Linked DNA regions of Mus musculus: regions 1, 2, 3, 5, 6 and 7 are each linked to region 4. A link is a contact called in public HiChIP or PLAC-seq and promoter capture Hi-C data. All regions are on one chromosome and are shown on one strand. The core of a region is the stretch at or near the end of the contact, and the rest is flanking DNA. Distances in the headings are between cores, read along the strand shown. Region 1 has its middle 6.8 kb from the start of Gm35007. Region 2 has its middle 23 kb from the start of Gm35007. Region 3 overlaps Nudt3 (nudix (nucleotide diphosphate linked moiety X)-type motif 3). Region 4 holds the start of Uqcc2 (ubiquinol-cytochrome c reductase complex assembly factor 2). Region 5 overlaps Grm4 (glutamate receptor, metabotropic 4). Region 6 overlaps Grm4 (glutamate receptor, metabotropic 4). Region 7 holds the start of Hmga1 (high mobility group AT-hook 1).

The links. Promoter capture Hi-C pulls out the DNA fragments that hold promoters and counts their contacts. HiChIP or PLAC-seq counts read pairs in DNA pulled down with a chosen protein or histone mark.
Region 1: an H3K27ac HiChIP or PLAC-seq map of differentiating embryonic stem cells shows a contact between it and region 4, with 2.3 times the contacts expected there. The contact joins the enhancer-like site here to the promoter of Uqcc2 in region 4. A contact is called at or near these places in 11 of 39 promoter capture datasets (the 3T3-L1 cell line, the HPC-7 cell line, the SN4741 cell line and 5 more), 1 of 15 datasets of contacts at CTCF or cohesin (the NIH/3T3 cell line), 5 of 484 Hi-C or Micro-C datasets (B cells, the CH12 cell line, cerebral cortex and 1 more), 13 of 115 datasets of contacts at active chromatin or transcription factors (differentiating embryonic stem cells, embryonic basal ganglia, embryonic hindbrain and 4 more) and 1 of 9 other capture datasets (embryonic stem cells).
Region 2: a contact with region 4 is called in an H3K4me3 HiChIP or PLAC-seq map of embryonic midbrain, with 4 times the contacts expected there. The contact joins the enhancer-like site here to the promoter of Uqcc2 in region 4. A contact is called at or near these places in 1 of 39 promoter capture datasets (embryonic stem cells), 1 of 484 Hi-C or Micro-C datasets (nephron progenitors), 6 of 115 datasets of contacts at active chromatin or transcription factors (astrocytes, embryonic forebrain, embryonic hindbrain and 3 more) and 1 of 9 other capture datasets (embryonic stem cells).
Region 3: a contact with region 4 is called in an H3K4me3 HiChIP or PLAC-seq map of bone marrow-derived macrophages, with 6 times the contacts expected there. The contact joins the enhancer-like site here to the promoter of Uqcc2 in region 4. A contact is called at or near these places in 6 of 39 promoter capture datasets (the 3T3-L1 cell line, the C10 cell line, embryonic stem cells and 3 more), 2 of 115 datasets of contacts at active chromatin or transcription factors (bone marrow-derived macrophages and memory CD8 T cells) and 1 of 9 other capture datasets (embryonic stem cells).
Region 5: an H3K4me3 HiChIP or PLAC-seq map of embryonic forebrain shows a contact between it and region 4, with 7 times the contacts expected there. The contact joins the enhancer-like site here to the promoter of Uqcc2 in region 4. A contact is called at or near these places in 2 of 39 promoter capture datasets (cranial neural crest and embryonic stem cells), 4 of 484 Hi-C or Micro-C datasets (bone marrow-derived macrophages, embryonic stem cells and nephron progenitors), 20 of 115 datasets of contacts at active chromatin or transcription factors (VIP interneurons, bone marrow-derived macrophages, craniofacial prominence and 13 more) and 1 of 9 other capture datasets (macrophages).
Region 6: an H3K4me3 HiChIP or PLAC-seq map of embryonic limb bud shows a contact between it and region 4, with 4 times the contacts expected there. The contact joins the enhancer-like site here to the promoter of Uqcc2 in region 4. A contact is called at or near these places in 11 of 39 promoter capture datasets (the C10 cell line, HPC-7-derived erythroid cells, cranial neural crest and 6 more), 1 of 484 Hi-C or Micro-C datasets (trophoblast stem cells), 7 of 115 datasets of contacts at active chromatin or transcription factors (bone marrow-derived macrophages, embryonic basal ganglia, embryonic limb bud and 4 more) and 2 of 9 other capture datasets (adipose tissue and embryonic stem cells).
Region 7: a promoter capture Hi-C map of pre-B cells shows a contact between it and region 4, with 4 times the contacts expected there. The contact joins the promoter of Hmga1 here to the promoter of Uqcc2 in region 4. A contact is called at or near these places in 17 of 39 promoter capture datasets (3T3-L1-derived adipocytes, the C10 cell line, the HPC-7 cell line and 10 more), 1 of 15 datasets of contacts at CTCF or cohesin (the NIH/3T3 cell line), 3 of 484 Hi-C or Micro-C datasets (CD8 T cells, Sertoli cells and pre-B cells), 26 of 115 datasets of contacts at active chromatin or transcription factors (the NIH/3T3 cell line, T-cell acute lymphoblastic leukemia, Th17 cells and 21 more) and 2 of 9 other capture datasets (adipose tissue and liver).

What each region holds. Positions count from the first base shown.
Region 1 is chr17:27,391,804-27,394,503 of GRCm38.p6, forward strand. No RefSeq gene overlaps it. Among named protein-coding and RNA genes, the nearest start is that of Gm35007, 6.8 kb to the right of the region's middle. Within about 2 kb of position 1,283, at least 26 of the 459 cell types and tissues checked have an H3K27ac peak or open chromatin away from gene starts, as enhancers often do. A contact at or near this core is called in cerebral cortex, differentiating embryonic stem cells and hippocampal neurons, where this site is marked.
Region 2 is chr17:27,421,519-27,424,218 of GRCm38.p6, forward strand. It overlaps a transcript of Grm4 not described here. Among named protein-coding and RNA genes, the nearest start is that of Gm35007, 23 kb to the left of the region's middle. Within about 2 kb of position 1,398, at least 82 of the 459 cell types and tissues checked have an H3K27ac peak or open chromatin away from gene starts, as enhancers often do. A contact at or near this core is called in embryonic forebrain and forebrain, where this site is marked.
Region 3 is chr17:27,587,103-27,589,802 of GRCm38.p6, forward strand. The region is part of intron 2 of Nudt3 (nudix (nucleotide diphosphate linked moiety X)-type motif 3); the gene reads right to left. Among named protein-coding and RNA genes, the nearest start is that of AI413582, 23 kb to the left of the region's middle. Within about 2 kb of position 1,394, at least 78 of the 459 cell types and tissues checked have an H3K27ac peak or open chromatin away from gene starts, as enhancers often do. A contact at or near this core is called in bone marrow-derived macrophages, hematopoietic stem and progenitor cells and memory CD8 T cells, where this site is marked.
Region 4 is chr17:27,132,482-27,135,181 of GRCm38.p6, forward strand. Uqcc2 (ubiquinol-cytochrome c reductase complex assembly factor 2) reads right to left here and starts at 1,410. Exons shown (of 4, transcript NM_026063.2): 1 at 1,259-1,410. The coding sequence starts at 1,396.
Region 5 is chr17:27,499,582-27,502,281 of GRCm38.p6, forward strand. The region is part of intron 2 of Grm4 (glutamate receptor, metabotropic 4); the gene reads right to left. Among named protein-coding and RNA genes, the nearest start is that of Grm4, 12 kb to the right of the region's middle. Within about 2 kb of position 1,415, at least 15 of the 459 cell types and tissues checked have an H3K27ac peak or open chromatin away from gene starts, as enhancers often do. A contact at or near this core is called in embryonic forebrain, where this site is marked.
Region 6 is chr17:27,465,425-27,468,124 of GRCm38.p6, forward strand. All of the region lies in intron 3 of Grm4 (glutamate receptor, metabotropic 4), which reads right to left. Among named protein-coding and RNA genes, the nearest start is that of Grm4, 47 kb to the right of the region's middle. Within about 2 kb of position 1,402, at least 43 of the 459 cell types and tissues checked have an H3K27ac peak or open chromatin away from gene starts, as enhancers often do. A contact at or near this core is called in embryonic limb bud, where this site is marked.
Region 7 is chr17:27,555,202-27,557,901 of GRCm38.p6, forward strand. It overlaps Hmga1 (high mobility group AT-hook 1), which reads left to right and starts at 1,373. Exons shown (of 5, transcript NM_001025427.3): 1 at 1,373-1,510.

The DNA.
Region 1 (2,700 bases), core at 33-2,532, 260 kb after region 4:
TGGATAATTCCTGGGGGGCGGGGAGAAGAACCACCTCTGCCAGGTGATTCTAGATTGTCTTAGGTTCACAATTAAAACCACTGCAAGGCTAGAAGTCACAGCTAATGCTGGAGGTTAGGGTTAGGGTTGAAAGTTAAGATTAGAGGTTAGGGTATGGTTTAGGAACCCCAGAGCAAGCGCTGAGAAATCCCTGAGCCTCCACCCTTCCGTGAATGGTCACAGGCATCTTGAATCAAATCTGGATAGCACAGACCCAGCTAACCCTCCCCCAAGGGGCAGGGAGGGGTGCTCTCTGAAGTCCCATGGGTCTCTGTAGAGTCCCCCTGAAATTAATGCTTTTCAATAGAAAAGAACTTAGGTAACAAGTCAAACCCTGTATTCTCAGATTGGCATAGAACACTTACCACGACCCCACTTACTGACACTGACTAGAGCTCTCGGGCCCACTGGATCCAGTAGAACTAGCCAGGTTCTACTTGCCATCCTAGAGCCACTGAGACCCCTCCCCTGCTCCTCCCCATACTCTAACATACCCCCTCTCCTTATGACTCTGTCCTAATCCAGCCTTACCCAAGGCTGCTTGGCGGCAGGGGCTGAAGTGGAGCTGGACCCACGGTGAGACACTAAGTCCTGGGAGCATCTCAGCTCTATAGGTCGGGCTGCTGAGAGGTCTGAGAAAGGGCCTGAACTTCCTGGCCTAGATTCCTCTGCCAACTGTGAATCGGGAAACCAAAGCCCCTCCCTCGTGATTTGATGTGTGGCGCTGAGCTCTGCTGCAGGCACCTTGCAACCCTTCACAAGGTTCTAGAAGGGGTCAGTAAGGCGGCCCAGCAGGGAAACATGCTCGCAACCAATCCTGATGACTTGAGTTTGATCCCTGGGATTCATATGATAGGAGAGAGCCAAGTCCTCCAAGTTGTCCTCTGAGCTGCACTTGTACACATGTATGCCGTGGTGCTTGCAATAAACAAATAAGTGTATCGAGAAATTTCAGTGCTCCTATGTGACATCACCCAGCCCGTTCCTCTCCCAAAGCTTCTCAGACCCAAACTCCCGGACCCCTCGCCTGCTCAGGCAGCATCTCCCCACCCCACATGCTAGCAGAATATCCCCCCATTCCTCCTCATACTCCCTTGGTGATCCATTCACAGTGCCACCCCTCCCTCCCCCATCTCTATCCCGCCTGTCCCTCCCCCAGCCTGCTGCTGCTGACGGTGACATCAGCTCTGGCTAGTCTCAGGCTCCCTTTGGGCTCTCCTCCTGCACACCAGCTGCTGAGATCTTTCTCAATTACAAATCAGATCATGTCTGCGCGCAACACTTCAGGGGCTCCCTGTGGCGTAAGTCACAAGTCCCGGCCCCTGTTGCCCCAAGCATAAACTGCTTTCCAAGCCAGACCTCCCTGTGGCTGATAGCATCTACAAGGGCTTTCCTGCACAGCTAATCCCCCCGCCACTGTGTCCCTGGAAAGAGCCAAGATCCTTAGTGGGTCTCCGCAGCTTCTGCCTCCACATCCTCACACCTGGGTCCTGCTAGACTTTGAGCAATAACTCCCCAGGGCCCTTCCCCAAGCCCGCCAATGGGCCCCCAACCAGACAGCCTCCATGCCTGTCTCTTGGTGTCTCGGCATGTGACACTGTGATTCCAGGGTACCAGGGATATGTTGAACCCTAGGGGACACCAAAATCATGTCCCCTCTTTAGACCTCAGCCTTATGGTTAAACCATGTGTGCATAGCCATCTCTACTTCTGGAGAGATGACTCAGCAGTTAAGAGCACTGTCTGCTCTCCCAGAGAACTCAAGGTGCCCAGCAGCCACAAGGATGCTCACAACCATCTATAACTGCAGTCCTTAGGGTTCTAACGCCCTCTTCTGGCCTCCGCGGGCAGTGCGTACACATGGTGCACAGATACACATGCAGGCAAGACACCAGTACTCACATACATACATACATACATACATACATACATACATACTAGAAAATTAAAATAAAATAAAAAGTAAATCTTAGGCAGAGAAAGGAGACAGGCTGAAGCAGGCTTGAGACAGTGTCGGCAAGGGACTGGTTGGTCCTCAGGAGAGTCTCTTGCATGGAGGAACGGGGTGAAGTAGCTACCGCTGCCTGTCAGTCCCGAGGAGAGGAGATCTGGTGCCAGAGGGAGGGGTTCCAAGTAAATGGAATGGTAGGTAACCCAGCAGGGTCAGCAAGGGTGGGGTGCAGATGGAGTGGGGGTGTGGGACACAGAGAGACAGACCCCGCTAGCCCGTGCTGCTTTGCAGATGCTAGGGAAAGTCTGTCGCTCTTCCACTGGGACCTCTGGGAATTGGAGCTGCCTAGTCCCTGGCAGTCACCAGTCAGAAGTGGCCCAAGGCCATGACTGCAATTTAAAATGGCCTTCAATAAAACAGCACAATAAAGCCACACTGCAGAGCAGTGCTGACGAGCAAACACTTCCCTTGAAGAGTCAGAATCTGTGGTGGGGACAGCACAGCACTGGGGGTAAGGAACACAGGCCTGGCTGGCCAGGACAGAAGCCTGGATGATGGTTGGTCCCCAGACATCCGAGGAGAACCAGGCTTCCTACGTGGGGGGGAGGATGCAGGCCCACCTGTGCTGAGCTCACCTTGAAGGGAGCTGTGGGAGGAACAACCATGCTGTCTGGAAGATGAAGGAACTGTTTATGCTGATAACTTACTCT
Region 2 (2,700 bases), core at 148-2,647, 290 kb after region 4:
AGTTCTCTGTCTTCTTCCACCACGACAGGCAAAGCATCACCCTGGGCAGATCTCCTCTGGGCCTTCTTCCACCCCCTTCTGTGACTCCCTCCCTCGCACTAAAAAGGCCTCAGCCAATCCACCAAAGCTGGAGAAGAGAATGGTCTCATTTGTATGTTCGGTCTCTCCCCTGCCCCTTATTAGGGGCACAGTTACCATAGTAACTGCCCCCCCAAACCTCTTCAGTCTATTCCTCCCCTTTCCACAGGGTAGGATCTCTGTTGCTTACTCAGCTTTGAGCTCAGAGCTCACCTCCTCATCTTAAGGGGGAAGAAACTGGACCAGAAAAGGAAGGCAGTTTGTCCAAGGACACCCAGCAGTCCGTAGCAGAGCCTTAGCTGGAATCCCGGACTCCTCATTCCCAGTGCATGCTGGGAAGAAGCTGGGCGGTAGTGCTGCTGGTCCACGCTTTCCCCAGATCCCCCACCCCCACCCCTGAGGAATCCTGAGGAGGGGGGGACATCCCTGGAAAGCCCTTTGAAAACATAAGCTGTTCCCCGCCCCTCGCCATCATGGCTGCCGTCTGCATGCTGGACTCCAGCACAGTTGCCAGATGATCAGATTCGGGTGAATGGGGGGCACCTGAGACTTTGGGGCTGGGGGCTGGGAGCATCTGGTTCCAGGCATTCCCACCAGGAAGGGACATTCACCCCCTCACACACACACACACACACACACACACACACACACACACACACACACATTCACCCCCTCACACACACACACACACACACACACACACACACACACAGAGCACTAATTAATGATGGAGAGACGTTGCTCTGGCAAGCCCAGAAAGCAGCCAGCAGACTCCTTCCTGGGAGCAGAGTTTCATTTAACTTTTTATTATGGAAAATTTCCAACAACTGCAGAAGATGCAGGGGCTCCCTCGTGCCTGCTCCCAACTTAGGAATCATCCCTTCGGACACAGTTTCTGCTCTCCCCTGGGCGGGCCATCAGGCAGGGCTAGAGGGAGTTCCCAGAGATGCTGAGGGGAAGTGGCCCCCAGAAGGCAGGGAGACCCTGGCTAAGGAAGCCTAGCCCGGGTTCCTGCCCCGGCCCCGCCTCTCTTTGTTTTCTTTTCCCCTGCTTTCCCCCCTTCACTTGCAATAAAAACATAATTATGGCTTTGTAAGGGGGAAAAAAGGCAAATTATGGTGACATGCTTTAATTATGTGCCAGCAATGGCGGGCTGAATTCCACGGGCAGGGCCTCAGAGGTTACCTAAAAATAAAGCAAGAAGGCTCATTAGATGCTAATTGCTACCCTTGCCAAATGAAGTGAGATCCTGGCGCGCGTGTGCTGTTCAGCACAGAGAGCTGTCTGGGGAACAGGCCTGGTGATGCTCGGGGCCAGAGCCGAGGCTTGGGGCAGGGCCAGGGTACTATACAGAGAGGCTGACAGAAGCCAGGAAGCCTGAGACTACCCGGGGCGCTCAGTGGACATCTGGGCTCTGAGACCCTCATGAGACTATAAAGGGGTCCAGGTCCTTCAGATTCCTTCCTTGGGGCTCCACAGCTCCTTGGTGGTTCTGAGGGCAGACGTGGTTCAGGGACAGCTGGCACAATGCTAATTGGGGCCCCTTTTGTCCTAGCTCTGGCCCCCCTGGCCTCCTGCCTCCAGGAGAAGTGGCTAGGAGAACAGAGCCAGCCCTGGAGCTGGCAGAACCAGGCCTCAGGCTCTGCATTCCAAAGCTGGCTTCAGCAGGTCCTGAAAGGGATGGGGGGGAGGTGTCACTAGTCTGTCCATGTCACCTGGCAGCTCTTGGCCCTGGCCCAGGCAGGAGCAACTGTCTTGTTTGTGAACCATAGGCAAGCTTGTAGGGGGGCACTGCTGGTTCCCTTTTGCTTTGCCGACCCCAGGGCTGGGTCTGTGACTGGTCCGGAGTGCCTCAGCCATCCCTGGGCTGTTCTGAGAGCCGCTTAGCCTCCCCAGGCTAGTGTAGGTCTGTGGCCTGAGAGTGCCTTAGGCTGTGTCATGTAATCAAGGATAGAGAGGATGCTAGGGTAGATCTACCCATTTAACCTCCTCAAAATTGAGACCCCAGGAGAATAGTCCAGCCCTACGGGGTTTCCATCGTCCTGTCTTACTGAAATATAAAAGCCTGGGTGTCTCCAGCACCTATCTGCGTGGCTCAGTGTCCCTTATGAACTAGGGGTTGGGGTGTAGACTAGACCTGTCCATGTGGCTAGGGGGTGTAGACCTATCCGTGTGGCTAGGGGTTACAGACCTGTCTATATGGCAGAGAGCGGGGAGGGGGGGGAGGGCAGTACAGACCTGTCCCTGTGACTAGGGGGTGTAGATCTGTCCATGTGGTGGGGGTTGGAGGGGTACAGACCTGAACAATGTGGCTGGCGGGGAGAGGGGTACAGACCTGTCTGTATGGCTGGGAGTGCATGCACACCTGTTTTCCAGCTACCCCAGAAGCTGGAGCAGCAGAACCAAAAAGTTCAATGTAGAGAAAGACTGTCTGAGAACAGAAAATAAAAACAAGAGGGAGACTGGAGGTAAGCTCGGTGAGTAGAGGGCACGCCTAGTGTGCAAGCGGCCCAAGATACCAGTCCCCATACAGCAATAGGAAATGATCATAAAATTCAATTTATAACATAGGATGGGAGCTGCCAGCTGGCCCAGGAAGAGCCTCCCTCACCTCCGAGTGGC
Region 3 (2,700 bases), core at 144-2,643, 450 kb after region 4:
CTGGGTCGCCCTGCCACAAAAATCGACAAGAGGAAAACAGAAAAGAGGATTTCAGGACTGAGGGTGCAGCGCTGTATGTTAGTGTGATCGCAGCACCACACACAACGGTTCAAATAGAGAGGCTGCAGCCAGCCTGAGGCCAACGGGGGAAGGTCTTCACGGTGAGACCTCTGGGTGGCTCTTTTAAAACCACCTCATGTTTTCATGGCTCTCAACTCTTCAGTCTCAAATACTGCCAGCAGTGTAAAGTTGGGTATTTTTACCACCCACATGACTGCAAAAGCAGGTCGGGACAGGCGCCAGTTCAGTATCTGACAGCACCGGGCTCAGACATCTGACTTGGACATGTGGAAGTTCAGCCGTCAGCACTGGTGCGGACTTGTTTAGTCATCTCCATGTCAAGCCCTAACCCAGCAGGAGTCTTCACTTAGCGCCAGTAAGACTTTGCCCTTCGGTACCCTCGACCTCTGCAGCGGGGGTGCCCGGGGCTGGGGACACTGCTGGTCCAGCTTGTGGCAGGCAGGCCCACAGTTCAGTTCTCAATCGTGCAAAAGCAGCCAAGCACAAGCCCCAGGGAGTACTCTGTGCCTCTTCTACCTAGTTAACAAAAACCCTGCCTTTTAAATTTATTGTTATTACTGTTGTTTCCGTTTGTTTGTTTGAGGCAGGATCTTTCTATGTAATCTTGGCTGTCTTGAAACTTGCTATGTTAACTGGGCTGGCCTTGAACTAAGAGATCCTCTTGCCCCTGCCTCTCAGTGCTGGGGTCAAAGGCTACACCACCCATAACTAGCTTACAAACCTTTATAAAGGGGGGGAAACTGTCTCTTTTTCCTTGAGGATGTTCTGTGCCCATATGAAAAAAATGTTCAAACCCTGTGTCTGAAAGGCTGGGCCAGCCTCCCCCGAGGGCACACTGGGCCAAGCACTAGCAGGAAGGACCCCACAGACCTCTTACCACAAGGAGCCCTGCTTCAGCACTCAGGTGTCATAGGCACAGATGCTACTTCACCGTGGGCACAAACCTCACTGCCAGGGCACCCGGATTCTGTTCAGTTCCGATGTGGTTCACTCGAGCGTGGCACACAGCGAGCATGGGGTAAGGGGCGCTGCAGGGTCCATTTGAGGTCAATAGCGCCTAGGAGGATGTCTCCTGGGGACTGTGGGAAAGATTTCCCACAATAGAGAGACTGTACAAAAAGAAACACTACACTTCTTGCACGTCAGGCGGGGACCTGAAACCTGGAGCAACTGCAGTTATCTTGTGACCCTAAAGTGAAGGCCAAAACCTCAGCAAGATGTCAACCTAAAGCCACAGCCCACACTGTCAACGCTAAGTAACCAACTGTGGACTAATGGGGGAGAACCGCTCAGGCACTGGTAAGAAACTCTTATCTGTGGCCGAAGCTTCCTGCTACTTCCTTCTTTAAGTCAAAAGACAGTTCTCTAAGGAACACAAGTACTCTATGACAAAAACGGGCAACACGGAGAGAGCAGTGTATTGAAGCTCCCTGTGGAAGGCAGAAAGCTCAGCCCCAAAAGGAAGCCCTGGGGGCGGCAACTCTATTGCAAGTACCTGCAGGAGGCTACCCAGCAACAGTGTGTGGCCTGCTTGTCCCGACACAGGAGCCCAGCAGAGGGCCCACCAAGGTCTCCCTTTAAATGAAATATGTTAAACAACAAAGGAAAAGCGGGCTGGAGAGTTAGCCAGACTTATTTCAGCATGTGTGGAGGTCAGAGGACAACTTTTGGGAACAGGTTTCTTCTTCCACCACATATAACAGAGGGACTGAACACAGGGTGTCAGAGTTGGTGGCACAGGGTATCAGAGTTGGTGGCAGGTGGCCTTTATGCATGAAGCCATCTTGCTGGTCCTGGAAATAATATTAGCAGTAGTGTTAAAAGACAAGTGAACACGGGGCCTCTGGAGCCCCTGCTCCTCAGCTGTGAGTACCTCTTCCTTAGAGGGCCAATGCCTCTCCATGTTCAGGCCGACACCTGCTATCAACAGGACATGGCATTTTCTATAGGTTCTCTATAAAAGGACAAAATATCAAAACCAAACCAAACCCCTAAACCAAAGGACTCCACCTTGGGTGACCCACTCACAGGAGAGACCCCCTATGCTGATGTACATAGACCTAAGTAATTCACTCTAAGGTTGGGAAACTACCACTGTCTGCTCAGCCCCATTATAAAGATGCTGGATGGTGTTGGAGGGATGATGGCTTAGCACTGGCTGCTCTTGCAGAGGACCCAGATTTGATTCCTAGCACCCACAGAGTGGTTCACAGCCAGCAATAACTCCAGTTTCAAGGGGACCCAACACCCACTCTGGCCTTTACATATATTTCACAAATGTGATGCACTTATGTACAAGTGGGAAAACATATACATAAAAATTAACAATAATAAACTCTAAAAGCCCCCCCTGTCCACATGGTTATGGAGTTTCTACAGGGCTGAAAGTCAGACTTCTGCATCATGGCAGGGAGCCCTCGTCATTTTGAAAGCTATCACTCACCTGCCTCAGCAGAGCAGCTGCAGATCGGCTTCTGCCTCCCCGGCCCACACCCTCTGCCTGACATACTGTATGCAGTATGCAGTATTCAGGATGCTGTACGCAGGATGCCGCGCCTGACCTGGAGAGACTCTTCTTTCCCGGATCTGTCCGCCCCATGACTTACTCAGGCAGACAGA
Region 4 (2,700 bases), core at 160-2,659:
ATCTGGGAGCTGTCCTTGGTTCCTCTCCTTCACCCCACATCCAGGACACCCGCGCTGCTGATGTGACCCGCACATTATGGTCTGCTTTCTGTTACTTCTGTCTCCTGTGCCACTACCATTATCCAAACCACCACCGGCATCTCTCTCTTCCGGTGCTACCACGGCAGGCTCTCTGCAGCTCCTTGTTCCCCAATGCCAGAGCACCAGAGGAACCTTTGAAAATCAGGGCACGTCAGTCCCCTGACTAAATGTCCCCGGTGGCTTCTCCCTTGCTTCCTGGTAAGATCTGACCCCTAGTGCAGGTGGCTGGGCAGTTAAAAAGAACCTAGGTTTGATTCCTAGTACCCACATGGTGGCTCACAACCACTTCTAACTTCAGTTCCAGGGGATCCAATGCCCTCCTCTGGCCCCAGTGGGCACTGCATTAACAGGGTACAGAGACATATCTGTTGGTAAAAAAAAAAAAAAAAAAATCTGTATTGTGCCTGGCTCCTGCCTTCCTTCAGCTTCAAATCTTAGCTGTAGACATGCCACTCACTACCCGTAGGCTTGCTTTCTTTTCTGTAATATGTCAGTTTGGTTTCCTCTGAAGTGCCTGGCCACCCTTCCCGAAGTGCAGTCAGTGTTCACTGTCTCCCTGCCTCGAGACCGACCTATGTGTAACTTCCTCAGGCAAGCCTCAGGAACCCGACTAATGTTACATTTACCACGATCAGAGTACTCATTGGAACTGTCTTATGAGTCTATTTGTTCCTCGTGTCCTGAATAAGAATCCAAAGGCAAAAGGAGAAAGACCTCATCTAATTCACTGCGATTTCCCTGGAAACTAACCTAGTTCTATGCATGCACATGGCCGTGCTTGGTAAGGTAACCTAAACCTGAGTGGGGCGAGAAGGTCTACTACTCACACAAGGGACCTGTGTGGGAGACTCAGTTTCACAGTGACGGAAGGCAGTGAGGCTTAGCTGGAGGTGTCTGGGGATAGGCTGGGCTCGCAGACACATTAACGATGGTAAGGAAGAAACAACCCCGCCTTACAATTTGACTCTTTAGTGGCATCTGGACCTCAGGGCCGCTTCACTGACTACTACACTGTGCAGACAAGGAAGGAAACTGCGCAGAAGGCGTCGCACTCCGCAGCTAACTGCAAGATGGGTACCTCGCGCACGTGCAGCCTGGCAGCGGCCGACGCATGCGCAGATCCCCCACCCTTGCCGCCCATCGCTTCGACGTGCCCACCCTCCTCCCCTCCGGTCACCTGGGTGTTCTCTCCCTCCCGGAAGGCCTGCGCTACCCGCTGCCGCAGGTAAGCGCCCAAGTCCCGGCCCCGTTTGGTCTCGTCCACTGGCCATTCCTCACAGAGCTTAAGGAAACGCCGGTAGCGGAGAGCGGCCATCTTGGGCCCCGCTTGCCCCGCCCCTGGGGGGGAGTAGTCAAGACCGCAGAGGGCGCGTGCGCACTAAGGCGCACTGGCCTTCCCCGTGGACATGCGCAGTTCTACCAACGGCCCACACCCCTCCAGGCAGCGGCGCTGCTCACCTTTGAGAGCGAGGTCTGAGCTCTTCAGCTTCTTGGTTCTGGTACTCGCCCAGCTCCCAGGGGCAAAGCTAACGCGGTGTACCCTGGGGAAAGCTTTGCTCTTCGTTTTCAATGACTTCACAAGCTCGAGACTGAAAAAGCTTCCCCCGAGACCTCTGCTGTTTTGCATAAACGAAACATTTGCATGTAAATACAGGTTGTTATTGGATGGATATGTGTTTGATCTTAACGTCCGTCGTGTACACATACACACACACACACACACACACCGTCCGTCGTGTACACACACACACACACACACACACACACACACACACACACACACACACACACACAGCTGCCCCACTCACACTCATCACCCTGTACTTATCTCTACCACATGGACCTCTGATAGAGTTCTTTAGCTACATCTCCAGCCTCCCGGTCACATTGCTCACCACATGGAGCGGTTTCTTATGAAGAACCAAAAACATTGTTGCAGCCTGGAAATCTTTAAAACAATTTTTTTATAGTGTGTTTTCTTTATTCTAATATGTATGAGTGTTTACCTGCACCATGTACATGTGTCAGTTCTGGGGACCGAACCTGATTCTCTGTAAGAGCAATAAATGCTCTTAATAACTAATTTCTCTAGCTCTAAGAATGAGTGTTTTTATTATGGCAAAATTTAACATAATATATATATCACATGGGTATCATATGTGTGTGTGTGTGTGTGTGTGTGTGTGTGTGATTTTTCTTTTGAGAAAGAAGGTTTCTCTGTGCAGCCCCAGGTGTCCTGGAACTCACTCTGTAAATTAGTGCTCAATGAATGAATGAATGAACAAAGCCACATTCCAAACTAGGTCTGTCAGACCCTAATGTCTCTCAACATTCACAACCTAGGGAGCAATTCCTGGGGTGGGGGTGGGGCAGCTCACGGGACTGTCTGTCTGGCCAGCCCTTGCAGTGTAGCCGGTAGAGGAAGGGAGACCACAGAAGGAGGCAGTGGGCACGAACTTTCCCTGGCACCCTGGCACCTTTCTCAACCTCTTACCACACTTGTACCTCAGGTGGAAGGGAGAACCATTTGCTGCCATCAAGTTACTCCCCCTACAGCCCAAGACAGGGCAAGGGGTCTCGCCACCCCTGACTCCCAAGTTGGCTGTGGCCAGGCGAGTG
Region 5 (2,700 bases), core at 165-2,664, 370 kb after region 4:
AATAGTGATTCACGGAGTCTGTCTTCCTCTGAGTTCTTACAAGGGCACAGGTTGGAGCCTACAGTCTGTCAGGACCACCCACAACATCTGCTCTCAGAAGATCCTACTGGCCCATTCCCACAGGGTTGTCATTGCCTGATACAGTAAGTGGGCTGGTAATGACTCTGGAGGGACCAGGATTAAACCTCAGGCCTGAGGTGCCCAGCGCTGTCATTGCCCCATGGCTGGCACAGCCACATCCTCCTCTCTCCTCAGCGACTCTAGACCCTCAGCAGGTGTGCTCCACACACTCTTACTCCCTCTCTTGCCAGGACAGGCCAGACTAAGGCAATAGAATTGTGATGAATCCCCAGAGCCTGGCATCTGCTCCCCAAAGATGGCCTGGGTTTCCATCCACTTTGCTCATTGTGTGATTGTGTGAGCTCGAAATTCCTCCTAGAAGAAGCCAGGAGACCTGACAGCTATAGCACACAGCTCTAGCCCCAACTGCACCCCAAAAGCACTCTCCAGGGGGGCGGTACCCCTGTAATCCCCTCAGAGGGAAGGAAAGCAGAAATCACAACAGCAGATCCCAGTCCCCCTGCCAAGAATTAGTCTCCATCAGGGCTGGGAGGCAGACCTGGGCGGGGGGGGGGGGGGGGCACCCCCACCCCACACTCCAGACATGGCTCTCCAGCTCCCCTTCTGCCCTCTCCAAGTTAACCTTCTTGCCTCCATAAATGGCTTTTGAGTTTCTGGTCCAATCTCTCATCTCATATTCTCTCTCTCTCTCTCTTTCTCTCTCTCTCTCTCTCTCTCTCTCTCTCTCTCTGTTTCATTAGTGAAGAAGTCCCTTGTCCCCAGCTTGAACCATTAATATCACTAAAAGGGACCCAAGGAACACAGACCACAGCCTTTTCTGCCCTCCCTACCCCTCCATCTTTCCAGACCATCAGTCACTGTAGCCTGCCTGCCTCACAACACACACCAATCCCTACCGTCCTAGGAGGCACAGACCCGGCAGCTGAGCCTCTTCACATCCAGCAGAGGGACAGAGGGACACAGGGACAGAAGGAAAGGATCCCCTGAGCCCTGGCTCCTATTGTGGCAACTGTGTCTGTCCTTGGGTAAAATATCACCAAAATCCTAGCCACTCCATCTCAGGGACTTGAGCCCCTTGTCCCCAGATATACACGTTCTTGTGAGTATGCTTTGAAGTCTAACATCGAGACAGGCCATTCTGTGGGCTCAACACTCAGAATGCCAGGGGGCCAGTGACACCCCCATCACCGGGGTTCTCCCCAATATGAAGTAGATGCCGGGAAGCCCCTGCATTCTAGAGTGTTAGGAGCAGAGTCTGACACCATGCAAGGCTTGCTCACCATGATCTAGAGGCTGGGCCAACGTCACTGGGAGCACACTGGAGTGGCCCAGGCTGCCTCCCTCCCAGGCCTGGCAGGGCCTGGGTGACTCAGCAGTCCCAACCATCTCTGAAGCAAGGCCTGGGACAGCCAGCCCTGGTTTTCCCATTGTCCCCTCCTCTCCATGGGTGGACCCAACCAGGCTGCTCATTCCAGTGCAGCACTCTGAGAGCCCACGAGAAGATCAGGATCACTGGGGGGCCCCCAGAGACCCCTTGAAATGTCCACTGTAGAGGCAGCTTCTCCTCAGAGGTCCCTGCTGCTCCTACACCCAAATCAAGTCAAGCTCAGGAGTCGGCCATCGCCGGGGCCACAGCAGGAGCACATGTGTGTGTGCACACAGGCGCGCGCGTGCACATACACACACACACACACATGTGTGCACACACTTATAAATGGCCACAGATGCTGGCAGGCCGCAGACACTTTGCAGTGGGGGTTACCTGAGACTCACCACGGCTCACTTCTACCTCGTCAGACAGGGACCTTTCTCTTTTTCATCCCCTCCTCAGAGGCACACACACCACACCACACCACCCCACCCCCAGTTCTGATGCATCCTCGGAGTTAGACAAATGAGCTCCAGGTGAGAGGGATCCGTTCCTCTCCTCCTACCCCTAGTGGCTCGGCTCAGACAGCCTCTTCCAGACCTCAGCAAGCTCTGGAGACCACAACAAGGGCACACACACACACACACACACACACACACACACACACACACACAGGTCAGAGTCAGAGGGAAGGAGGGAACCTGAGGCCTCTTCAGATCCCTTCTGCTCCCTCCCACTCCTTCCCCCCTACCCCCCCCCCTCAGACCACGTACAGAGCAAAAGAGGAAGGCTTGGGGGTGGGGGCAGCTGCTGCATAATTATTGGTAAAATGCTTGTAACGGTTTTTTTTTCTTCCCCTCTCCCTAGTAGCTTTCAGTTGTTTTAGCAGCTTAGCAAGCACTTGGCTCCAATTGAATTGCAAATCAGCAGCTCTTGCCCCGGGAAGAGAAGAAAGGGAGGTGGTGGAGGGGGCAGGGAGGGGCTAGGGAGGGAGAGGAGGAAGATGTAGAGGAGGAGGAGGGCAGAGGGCATAGGGGAGAAAACCAGGGAGGGAGGCCTGGAGTCTAGTTGAACCCCCTTCTCTCTTCGTCCTCCTGACCCACAACCCCGCCCCCATCTGAAAACCAGGACACTCCTCTCCAGCCCGAACCCGAGGGCGGGCTGCCAGGGCCACCAGGGGCTTCCTCGACTAACCAGGAGAAAACGCGTCTTTCTTGGGAATTGCAATTATTTGAAAACAATGTCAAAAC
Region 6 (2,700 bases), core at 152-2,651, 330 kb after region 4:
CTCCCTCTTACTGTTCCCTACCCACAAAGAGAATGGCCACTCAAGAGGCCTGCTACCACAGCTCAGCCAGCCCTCAAATGCAGCTAGACACTGAAGAACAAGCAAGCTCAAATCGCTGGCTGACACCTGGATTGTAGCCAGACAGTGGTCCTGAAACCCCTTCCCCATCGCCAGCCCTTCCCCCACTCTCATTCAGTCTTCTGCCTCCTCCCTCTCGCCTCTTCACAACCACACAGCTCTCCTCCAACAGCTAACATTTACCCTGTGCTGCCTCACTGACCCCTCCCAACCAGTTCACATCCTGCGTATCATGCCTATTTCACAGACGAGGAAACTGAGGCCACCTGTGAGCCAGAGCCTGCCTGGTTGCCTCTGTTACTCTGACTCAGATCCTCCATCCTCCCTTTTCTCCTCCCCTCCCTCCTCCCCTTCCTCCTCTCCCTCCTCCTTCTCTTTCTCCATTTCCCATCTTCTAGGTAGCTAGTAACTCATCCTGCCCCTCTCCCCACATTCCTAAATCTGACACAGGGCCAGGCAGGACTTTCTCTGAAGTGGCAAAGGCCTCCGGGCCTTCCCGAGCCCTCCTGGTCCCCTCCCGGTCCCCTCCCATCCCCTCCTTCCTCTCCTTGCCTTGCTGCTTCCTAGACCCAAGGCTTCCCTTGGGTCCCAAGGCATCGTTAGCTTCCTTCTGGCTTGTTAAAAATTTGCATAGAATTTGCATAGAATAGCCACATGATCACTCTGTCTATAGCAAAATAGAGCCAGATGTAGCAAGCGTGAGTCAAGGACTGTAGAGACCCAGGAGGGGGAGAAGCCCCAGTCTAGGACGCCAAGTGCTCGCCCTGGGTGGGCATGCCCTCCAAACCTCACGGGGCCTCAAAACTAGAATTACCTCCACTTCAGAGGAACTAAGGGCCCAAAAGGACCTGCAGCCCGCTCACGCAGGGAAGACACCAGTCTGCCTGGGTGCCTGCTCCATCTGCCCTGCTTCCGGGAGGAACATGGCCTTCTGAAGGTAACAAGAACAGACCCCTCCAGGACACCCTCAGGGCCAGGCCCAATCCTAGATCTCCCAAAGGAAGCTCTTTCCTGGCCTGGCCTGGCCTCTCCATCCTGCAAGCACTCGTGTGCGTGCACACATGCGCACACACACACACATACCCACACACACACCGTGCTTGCTGACTGTTGGAGACAAGCACCTCAACTCTTTCATCTCAGCTTTCTAGCTGAGCCGGACCTGCCTGGTCACAGCAGTGTCCAGGAATAAATGTGTGTGGATAAGAAAGAAATCAGTAACAAAGCAGAGGGGAAGCGGCCTGTGTTTCAGAGGCTTTGCTCAGCCTCCACAGACTGCCTAGGAGCAGGAAGCTGGCTACAGGCAGCCCAGGAGGGCCAGGGTGCCGCTCTCCGAGGTGCTGAAGCCTGGGCTGGGCTGGGCTGGGCTCAACAACCTCAGCCCACGCAAACTCAGGGATCTGTGAGCTCACAAGTAGAATATAACCTGACCTTCTCTTCTCGACACCTGAATCCCTGGGTCCAAACCTTCACCTCTTAAATATATATATACATTGTATATGTATATGTATATGTATATGTATATGTATATGTATATGTATATGTATATGTATATGTAAGAGATGTATGTGTGATTATGTATGTGGTGTGTATGTATGTGGAGAGATGTGAGTGTGTATGTGTGGTATATGTGGGGGTGTGTATGTATGTGTGCATTTGTGTGTGTGTGTATAATATACATGTATGTATGTGTGTATGTATGTATGAATATATATGGTAGGCAAGTGTGTATATGTGTATATGAGTGTGGGTGTATAGTATATGTGTGTGATATGTGTGTGTGAGCTTGTGCATGTGTGAGTGTAGGTGTGAGTATGTGTGACGGTGTGTGTGAATTGTCTGTGTGAGTATGTGAGTGTGTGTGGTGTGTGTAAGTATGGGGAAATGTGGGTTTGTATGGTGTGTATGTGTGGTATGTGTGTGTGTATGTGTATAGTGTTGAGAATGTATGTGTGGTATATGTGCGTGTGAGTCTGTGTATGTGTGATTGTGTGTGTGAGGTGTGTGTGTATATATGGGGGATGTAGGTGTGGTGTGTATGTTTTGTATGAATGGTGTGTGTGTGGTATATGTGTGTGTAGGGTATGTATGTATGTGTGTGTATTTGTGTGTGTGCATATTGTGTGAGGGTATGTGTCTGTGTATGTGTGATTATGTGTGTGGTGTGTGTGTATATGGGAGATGTAAGTGTGTATGGTATGTATATATGTGTGTTATGTATGTGGTATATGTATGTGTGCATTTGTGTATGTGTGTGTGTGTATGTGTGTGTGTGTGTTGCACACAGCCAGAGAAGCCTGTCTCTCCCTAGCACTCTCGGCCCTGCCCTCTCACCTCACTGAGCCTGCAGTGGTGCTGATGACCATTGTGTCCCAGTGAGCATCTTAGCCCCAACTCTTTCCTCTCTTTCTCCCTGTCCCTCTCTCCCTCTTTCCCACCCTAAACACATGTACATGCACACACGCACACACGCACACACGCACACACGCACACACGCACACACACACACACACACACACACACACACACGACTTTTACCAAGGCTAAAGTTAGGCCTGGCACTGAGGGGTTTCCATTACAGCTGTCAATGACCTGTGTCTGGAAGTGAATGTGTGTCGGGTG
Region 7 (2,700 bases), core at 123-2,622, 420 kb after region 4:
CCACCCCGCCCCGCCCCCACGGCGGTTGCACACAAAGGGGCAGCCGCTCCTCCCCCAGACTGCCCCGGCGCCCTAGGCTCCCCTCCACCCGTTGGGAACGCCCCTCCATGACTTCCTCCTTCTCCAGGGGCACCCCTGGAACTGAGGGTCACCTGGACCTTGGTCCGGGACCCGCGGCCTGCCGTGGCCTCCCGCGCCTGACCGCTGCGCCCCACCCCCACCGAGCACGTGCTGCCCTGCGCCCAGGGCGCCATCCTACGGCCCGGGGGTGGGGGGTGGGGGGTAGCCGGGCCCGCCGCGCTCCCCACCCCCCACCGGAAACATTCCTGAGGCATTCCTGAAACTGGGAGGCCCGCCTCCCCAAGGCTCCCACCCCGCCTCCAGCCGGGCGCACGCTGGGCCCCCGCGTACCCTTCCACCGCCCGCGCGCCCCCCGAGGAGAGGGCTGACCGCGGAGGAAGGGGAACAGAGTTATGAGTCACAGTCGTGTGTCACTGGGCCCGAATTACGATTCCCTGCATCACGAGAGGTGTGGAAAGGCCGACTCGGGGAACCGAGGTGGGGAGGTGCGTCCAAGGGCCCGCGCCCGGCCTGCAGGGCGCGCCCCACCGCCCGCCATCTTCCCACTTAGGCTTCCTCCGGCCCAGCAACAAGTCTTTTGTTGACCCAGGCGCCCAGAGGCGGGAAACTCGAACCCCTGCCCTCAAGGGGCTTCCAGGCGCCCCTTGTCTTAAGTCGTAAGTCACGGGGGCGGGGAATCACACCAGAGGGACCTCGTGCTTCCTCAACACCAAGCAGCTGGCCACCCGTGGCTCCTCCCCGCGATGTCCCGGCGAGGCGGCCAATCGCTCGGCTCCTTTGAAGCCTGCACCTGGGTGGCGGCCGTTACTAGATTTAAACCGTTGGCGTTGGCCAAGTTTCACGTTTGGGTTTCACAAGACTTTGTTTTTTACGCGCCTGGAGGCCTCCGGAGACGCACACGCCGTCACCTGCTTGGTGGCAGAGGGGAATTAAGGAGAGGCCCTCGACATGGGCTGGGGGGGGGGGGCGGCGTCCGGGCCGCGAGAAGCTCCTTAGGGTACGCGTGGACGTCCGAGGGCACAGGCGTCAGCGCGCGCCTCCCCGCGAGGCCGGAGTCCACGGGGGGGCTCCTGTAGGTGTGTCCCCGGGTCCCCACTTAAACAGCAGGGCCGCCGTCACCGGTTCCTCCAACGCCAGGCTGCTCGGGAACTGTGAGAAACGAGGGCCGTCGGCGCGCGTGCCCGCGGAAACCGCGCGCACAGTGGCGAGCTACCCGCGCGCGGCGGCGGCAGCTGGCGGGCGGCCGCCCTTTTAAATCCCCGGGCTCATTTGCATGGCCCCGCCCCCCGGTGACACGGCTGGCGCGGGCGGGCCCGTCCCCCCTGCCCCTGGGTCGCTCTTTTTAAGCTCCCCTGAGCCGGGGCTGCGCTCCTCTAATTGGGACTCCGAGTCGGGGCTATTTCTGGTGTTGGCGCGGCTCCAAGAAGGCGTGAGTTCGCCGCCGCTCGGGTGGCTTCTTTTTTTCCTGTAGGTCTAGAATCTAATCACATTATTATTTATTGAGGCCGCGCACGGGCCGTGCCCAGCTTCCTGCCCCTCGCCATCCTCCAGGGGAGCGGGATCCGTCAGTGTTCCCTCGCCCCAGCTCGGATGTGACACACATCCCCGGCGGGGGCCCGGGCGGCGCGCACGCAGCGGTCTCAGCGCCTCTGCCCTCTCCCGGTTTCAGATCCGCATTTGCGACCGGCGGCGGTGGCGGCAGAGCCCAGGCCGGTGCCCTGAGCCCAGCCACGCCGCACCCGGCAGCCCCGAGCGCGCCCCGCCGGCGGCCTGCGGAGCTCGCGGTGAGTGTCCGCGGCGCGCCCGGGGGGCCTGCGGCGCGCGCTGCCCGCTTTATTCCCAGGCCCCGGGCTTGCGCGGGCCGCGGGAAAGGGGAGGCCGCACTGTGCTCGCAGGCGGCGGGGCCGGGGTGGGTGTCCGCGGGGCGCCGCGTCCTCCGGTCCCCAGGTTGAGGGTGCCCGGGTTGCGACCGTGGGGTGCGGAGACCCCGGGGAACGGCGCGCGGAGGGGGAGGGGGCGCGCGACTGCGACGAGCGCCGCTTGTGCACCCAGCGGCGCCCGTGCACCTCGCGCTCGGCGAGCCCGGCCTCAGGGAGGGGCGCGCGCTGCGCAGCGGCGGGAGGTGGGCGCGCGCCCCCCTCAGCCAGGGAAGTTCTAGAAGTGCGGGGGAGGGGCCCGGCGACCCGAGATTCCTCTCTGGCCTCTCCTCCGCCTTTCCCAGAGTAGTACTGTGCGTGGACGAGGCCGGATCGCGAGGGCCTGGGTTTCGGGGTTTCACCCCCCACCCCCACACACACCTTTGGCCCTGCCCCGCGCCTCTTCAACCTCCAGGGCCAGGCCTGCCCTCCGCCCCCACAAACTGGTTCCTCTGCTTTGCTGGGTTCTGTTAGAACTAGTCCCTTCGACTCCCCGTTTCTGCCCCCCCCCCCGCTTTGGTTTTCATGGAGAGAGGAAGGGGTTTTTTTCTTCCTGCGACTCGCACCAGGTTTCCTGCCCCCAAGGCGGGCTTGGGTGCCCCCTCTGGCAGGAAGTGGGGCCGGGCGCACCCGCGTGGCGGTGCATGTGGTCGGGGTGCGCCGTTTCCCGCGCCTAAAGGGCTCTGCGCCCCTCCCCCTCGTC